2 separate regions of the Triticum aestivum genome follow, and region 2 is linked to region 1. Evidence: chromatin contacts called from public Hi-C data. All regions are on one chromosome and are shown on one strand. The core of a region is the stretch at or near the end of the contact, and the rest is flanking DNA. Distances in the headings are between cores, read along the strand shown.

Region 1 (3,196 bases), core at 424-2,923:
GAAACTCTGCCCCCCTTGGTTAAACCTGGGCATTTGCCGGGGCGGCTTACTTCGGACTGAGCTTTTTAAAGCCCGAGCCCGGCCCGGACCGACTCGAAACACATGAACAATGTCTATTTTGATTAAAATAATGATTTTTAGGATATTCAGAATTCTCCTTCAGTCCCATAATATATAAGCGTTTTTGACACTACACTAGTGTAAAAACGCTCTTATATTATGGGATGAAGGGAGTATATATTATATCTATATTTGTCATAAAATATTGATTTATGCCCTGTTCGGGTTTATTTTGGGGCTTTCGAGCCGTGCTTCAGGCGTAAAAGCTGAGCCCGAGCCCGTCCCGGATGTCGGGCTTTCGAGCCGAGTTGTTCATGCCCGGGTCTACCCTGGGTCTATTCTACATTACTGAATTCTTCTACACAATTGCTATTACTATTTTGCCGTTTTTACCTTCTTACTATTTACTTCCTCTGTTTTTATTTACTCTGCATATTAGGTTTGTCTAAATTCAAACTTGATATACTTTCAAGAGGTTTGAAGAAAAATATATTAATATATACACCACCAAATCAATTCGATTGGATTCATAATCGCATATATTTTCACATCATATAAATTTGTTATTGTAAATGTTCATATTATTTTCTGCAAAATTGGTCAAACTTTAGTTTGATTTCAGTCAAAGCTTTTTTTGCGGGGAAAAGGAAGATTTCATTGACTCACGGAGGCTTCTCGGACTCGGAAATGTTTATAATGCAGTCTAAACCTGACCTCAATCAGACAACCATGCGAGGGGTACTACGACCATACGCGACTAGTGCATGACTGACATTATGTTGTGATCTACTAATGTGAGAAAATGAAATCTCCCTAGATTCAGCATCATCCTGTTTATATCCTCTGCTAGTGCTCGGACTTGTGATCGGTTTGTTGACTTGGCCGATAGCATCGACACCGCTTCAGAGTAATCCAACTCCACCAATATGGGCAGGTTGGTACGGTACAAAGCCAACTACAGTCCCTCTCTGCATACTTCCAACTCTGCTTGAAGGCTATTGTCACATGTGAGCAGCTGCCTACATGATGTAAAAATGAGCTTCCCTCTATCGTCTCTAAGGACCATCCCGCCCCCTGTTGCGCTTGTGGCCTGTACAAAGCTACCATCGGTATTCAGCTTTGTCCAGCCGGCAGGGGGAGGTACCCATTGGAACGGCTGCTCACATTTCAGTCAAAGCTAATATACGGAGTAAATAAAGTCGGAGGGAGTATATCCCTATCATTTGTGTTTAATCTTGTAACTAGCTAGACAAGAGGACTGACATCCCTTTTACCGTGTTATTGCGACAAGTGTGTTTATGTTCTGTGCGTAGGTGAATCATTAAGGCTATTCATAGTGAGGAGTATCATATACGTGCATAATATTATGAATGAAATAGTATCATAGATGAACTTATTTATTATATAACATAATAGCATAATACTTCATTTTTTATGATACGGTATCTACCTAAATTACTCTAAAACCCCCTCTTCTTTAATTGTCTGGTACATCGGCGTGTCTGCTAGCGCCGAGTGCATGATAACAGCCATCGTTACTATGGCTAGCCTAACGTCTCTCGCATTTCTTTCTCCGCCATCGCTTCCCTTGCGTTCCACACCGGTGGACGGTGGTCGGTGGTCGGCGGGATCACAGCACAGCGGTGCAGACGGCCACGACCTCCCTTGGACCTCTAAATCCTTCGCTACCCAACGACGCCCGCCGCCACTTGACGTGAGCCCATCCGGAAGCCCGTGCAGCGAGAGGCCCCCACTGACGCCAGGCCACCTACCTGTCAGACCTTAAGCCTCCCGCAAAGAGGATCCTAGCCTGCCTATGCTGCTAGCTATAGTGCAGAGCCGTCGCGTCGACAAGGGTCAGAGAAGGCAGGGCTCCTCGCGTCGAGGAGCAGGAGGAGTGTGGGCCTGCGGCGGCTCGCGCCATCGCCATGGCGTCGTCCTCGTCCAAGGCCTCCGACTCCTCCTCCCACCGGGACGGCCCCAAGGTAGCGTTCGCCGGCCTCCGATTCCCCTAGCGGCCCGGTTCCCCGCCTCGATCTCCCTCCCCAATCTGATCGGGTTCGATCCTTTTCCGTCCCCTTGTTTTTTTTTCTTTCGTGCTCCGCAGCGGCCGGATCAGGGGCTCGGCGTGGGCACCTCCTCACTCATGGCGCTCCATGGGAAGCTTACGCAGCTGAAGCGCCAAATCCAACAGGCCCGCCTCGCCTCGATCAAGGTAAAGCAGAGCACCGACCGCATCTACAGAATTCGTTGTGAATTGTGAGTTTTGTTGGGTCACTCAATCTGGTCCGGGGATTGAGCTTTGTACCTGTGTCCTGTTTTGACCTTTGACAGGAGAAGCTGGAGGCAAACAGGAGGGCGCTGCGGAAGCACACCTGCGGCCTGTTCGATGTGGCCGCCCTGGCGGAGGCGGCGTCGAGGGGCTCGGAGAGCAGCAACGTGCTGTCGCAGCTCGCCGCGGAGGGCCAGTCCAGGATCGTTGGCTGGAACCTGGCGAGAGGGTCGGGGGAGAGGGAGGTTGTGCACGTGCAGGAGGAGAACCTGTCGGCCGACGGGACGCTCGTGCTCTCCAGCTCCGGCGACAGCGCACAGTCCATCGTTTTGCAGCTTGTGAAGCTGCCGCTGGTTGATAAGATTCCTCCGTACACCACGTGGATCTTCCTGGACAAGTATAGTGTTGCTACTCTATTTGACCTGTTTGATGACTTAATATTAGGTTGCTCTTCAGTTCTACAGTACTAGTTCATATGCCATATGGAGTTAACTTGAGATTTATGAAAGGATACTTCAATGTGCATGCATTTAGATGAACAACTTAGTCATGAACTCATGATAGAGTTAATTAACTTGAGATATATATGCGTGGATACTCGAATGTGCATGGGTTCAGGCATTTGAACAACTTAGTCATGCAAGCCATAGGTAGAAGTTTTTTTTAGCTTGGGGAGCTGCATAAGAATTTGACAAATCATATATTTAATTACTTGAGCATGACATGTTCAGATAGCGTTATCAAGGATATTGCTCTGGGATGAAGTGGGGAAATTTGAGTTCCTTAATTTAAGAACATATGCAAATCCATAAGCATTCTGTATATCCATGATCATTCCAAGAAATATGACTATCGACATGATTG
Region 2 (3,196 bases), core at 283-2,782, 580 kb before region 1:
AGCAGCGGGGCTGGTTGGGCCTTAGCCTTGGGCCGGCGCGTGAGGGAGGGAGGCCTAGCTGGGCTGGAATGGCTGTTGGGCCTCTTCTCTCTCTCTCTCTCTTTAACAGAAAAGAAATTAGAGAGAGGAAAAGAAAGAGATGGTTAGGGAAGGATTTTGGGCATGGGGGTTATTTTTCCGGACTCAAAAAATGATTTTTATCCAAGAAAAATAGAAGTGGCATGATCAAAAGATAAAAATTCAAATTCATTTGAATATAATTCAAATGGTTTTGAATTGGGACTAGGTTTTCGAAGAGTCCAAAAAAATGTTGAGTTTATTGGTGGAGCTTGGAAATGTGCCGAAAGAATTTTATGGGCAAAGTTGAGGTCAAGGATTTGGATAGAAAGGCATGGGATTATATTTGCACGTGTGTTATGGTTAATTCCAAATTATTGGAATATTTATAATAGCTCCCTAAATACTGGGATGATATGTTATAAAAAGAACTCATCATGTGAATTCCCTTGGTTTAAATAGATCGAAAGATCTATGTAATTTATTTAGTTGAGTTAAGATGCAAAGATTAATGACATGATGACATGATGCAATGCACATGATGCGATGATGAATGCAACAAACCAACAACTCACATGACGAAACTCGAAAAACATGAAAGGCGTCTGAAGCTCCGATCTTGGGGCGTTACACATAACCAGATTAAAGTCACCATCAATCAGAGTGGGGGAGGGGCACTCCATGAACATGGAGTGAAGCTTTGAAATAAAAGCCTCTTTTCCTTCTTCATATGGAGACCCATATACAATGATGATTCTAAAAGTTGTATCATTACTTTTTAGTTTAAGGACACAACTAACAGAAAAGTCAAGATGTGACCAAGAAATGATCTAAAAATATCTGCTGACAAAGAAGATACATCTGACAAGAAGTATACGACTGACGAAGTGTGACAAATTCCCAATTGTGGCAATAAACTCAACATGTGTAGAAAGAATTGTAGGCGACTAGCTTTAATTAACCGCTGACTAAATAGTATTAATTTTTTGCTAGAGCGTAACTGAGATTTAAGATGAGAGGCTTATTTTTTGGATCGGAATATACAACGAACTTCAGATTTTTAGGCAAGACAAATCGAATGTTTTTCATAACAAATTATGTTTGTCAAGGGTAGCAAGCTTAGTTGGTGAGCATGGCAGCCAAAAAATTGCCATGCTCGCCAGCTACATTTGTCATCCTCATCCCAACATAAATTGCTATGAGAAACATTAGATTTGTCATGCTACGTCAGATTTTAGCATTTCCCTTTTTTTATTTCGAGGGAAGGGTGAGAGGCTAATTTTTCTTATTTTGTTTTATTTTATTTTACCCTGCAAATGAGATGTACTGCCAATCTGCCGCACCATGTAAGCCCAGGGCTAAACAAGCCCACACTTCTTCGCCCACAGACAGTCTCACTGCCTTCTTCTAAGCACTCTCTTCCCGGATAAGAAGCGCAGCCAAAGCCCCCTCCGCCCAAAACCCCCACCGCGAGCTCTCTCCTCGCCCCGCCCATGGCGACCTCCACCGCCTCCCCCTCCTCTCTGACCGCCCCTCTCCTTGGCCCCAAACCCAGCCCCAATCCGCCCCCCAGATCCCTCCCGCTCCTCAGGTTCCCATCTCTCCCGCACTGTTCCTCCCCGCTTTCCAGTTCCAACCACTCTACCCTAACCATGTCCGCCTCGCAGGAATCGGAGGTGCGCTAGGTCCGTGGCCGCCTCTGCCGGCGGCGGCGGAGTGGGACTGCACGGGGCTGCTCACAGGCGCGGGATTTGGTCGATCAGGTGAAGTCAATTCCACTCGCTTCTTCTCTTTCGCGCTTCCTGTATCCTGTTAAACTCCGACTATGTAGTACTATTTCCGTTCTGCGAGCAATGGAATGGGGACTAGCCCGGTTCCAAAACGAAAAGGATGAAATCAATTTCGTGGCAGAAAGCCTTGTAGTTTCGCATCGTCTGTTTGGTACGCTGGACGAGGTTCAGTTGGGGATCTAAGGGTGCTGATGGCGCTGTGCGTGTGTGTCTGCCAGGGACGACTTGCTGATGCCTAGGTCGCCCTACTTCCCTGTGGAGGCCGCGGGGCAGGAGCGCGGGCCCTCGCCCATGGTAATGGAGCGGTTCCAGAGCGTCGTCAGCCAGCTCTTTCAGCACGTACGGGAATACTGGACTGTGTGCACAATTGTTTGATCTGCTCTTTAGGGCCTTTTTGCGAGTGTAATGTGCGCGCGTCCTGCTGCAGAGAATTATCCGATGCGGCGGTCCTGTGGAGGATGATATGGCCAACGTCATTGTTGCGCAGCTGCTATACCTGGACGCCGTTGATCCTAACAAGGTAAGTTGCGAAAAATGAAACTCTCTCCTTGTGCGCAGTTCCTAATTCCTGTCCCAGATGAATAGCTATCTTGGCAGAAGCTTTGTTATGATCTATTCATCCTAGCCTACTTTGGAATTGCTGATCTGTATATCAATTATCAAAGGATGTAGTGTGTTGCTTTAGCTTCAAGCACATTCTAGGGCCTCACACTACACGTAAGTGGAACTTGTGCTCGAAGTTGTTATTTCAGGTTAAGTAGAGTGGCACTGTGGTTCTTGGATGCGCTTCCTCTGTTAAATGAATATCACTTGACTTCGTAGGAAACAGTTCTATTTTTCTGGACCCTGGTTTGTCAATACCTATGTGACGAAGGTGCTGGAGTTATCAACTGTTACTGGTACTTTTGTATTGCTGCTACATCACAGTGCTTAGGTTTTGAGCTGCCTAGGTAGGCCTGGAATTGAGTATATATTCTTGTGATCTTGTGATGATGGTAAATTCAGACAAATGAATCTCTTTTCCTTCTGCCAGTTTCTTAGAGCATCTCCAGCCGTTCGGCCCCCAGGGCGCCGAAAAAGAGCCGCCTGGGGGCGAGCCGATGCTAGATTGGCGCGTGGGGGCAACTTTGTCCCTAGTCGTCGGCCCATAGGTCGCCCCGGGTTCGGCGATGTTCCGTACAAATATATGAAAACTCGGCGATTTTGGCACGAGCTCGGCGAAACTTCATTGAAATTTGTACAAAAAAACATGAAAACATGCAAACTACGCCTAGCCGCCACCGCCGTCGCCGTCGCCGTCGTCTACATGCCGAGAAGCCTGTAGAAGCGGGTGTAGTCGCCTCCGTCGC

Evidence for each region. A called contact is a pair of places that touch in the nucleus more often than the background predicts.
Region 2: a contact with region 1 is called in a Hi-C map of leaf, with 6 times the contacts expected there. The contact joins the promoter of LOC123085673 here to the promoter of LOC123085669 in region 1. A contact is called at or near these places in 2 of 5 Hi-C or Micro-C datasets (both in leaf).

What each region holds. Positions count from the first base shown.
Region 1 is chr4A:149,382,129-149,385,324 of IWGSC CS RefSeq v2.1, reverse strand. It overlaps LOC123085669 (histone-lysine N-methyltransferase EZ1), which reads left to right and starts at 1,673. Exons shown (of 17, transcript XM_044507342.1): 1 at 1,673-2,045; 2 at 2,168-2,275; 3 at 2,395-2,729. The coding sequence starts at 1,989.
Region 2 is chr4A:149,958,858-149,962,053 of IWGSC CS RefSeq v2.1, reverse strand. It overlaps LOC123085673 (ATP-dependent Clp protease proteolytic subunit 5, chloroplastic), which reads left to right and starts at 1,532. Exons shown (of 9, transcript XM_044507346.1): 1 at 1,532-1,648; 2 at 1,725-1,820; 3 at 2,066-2,186; 4 at 2,275-2,367. The coding sequence starts at 1,551.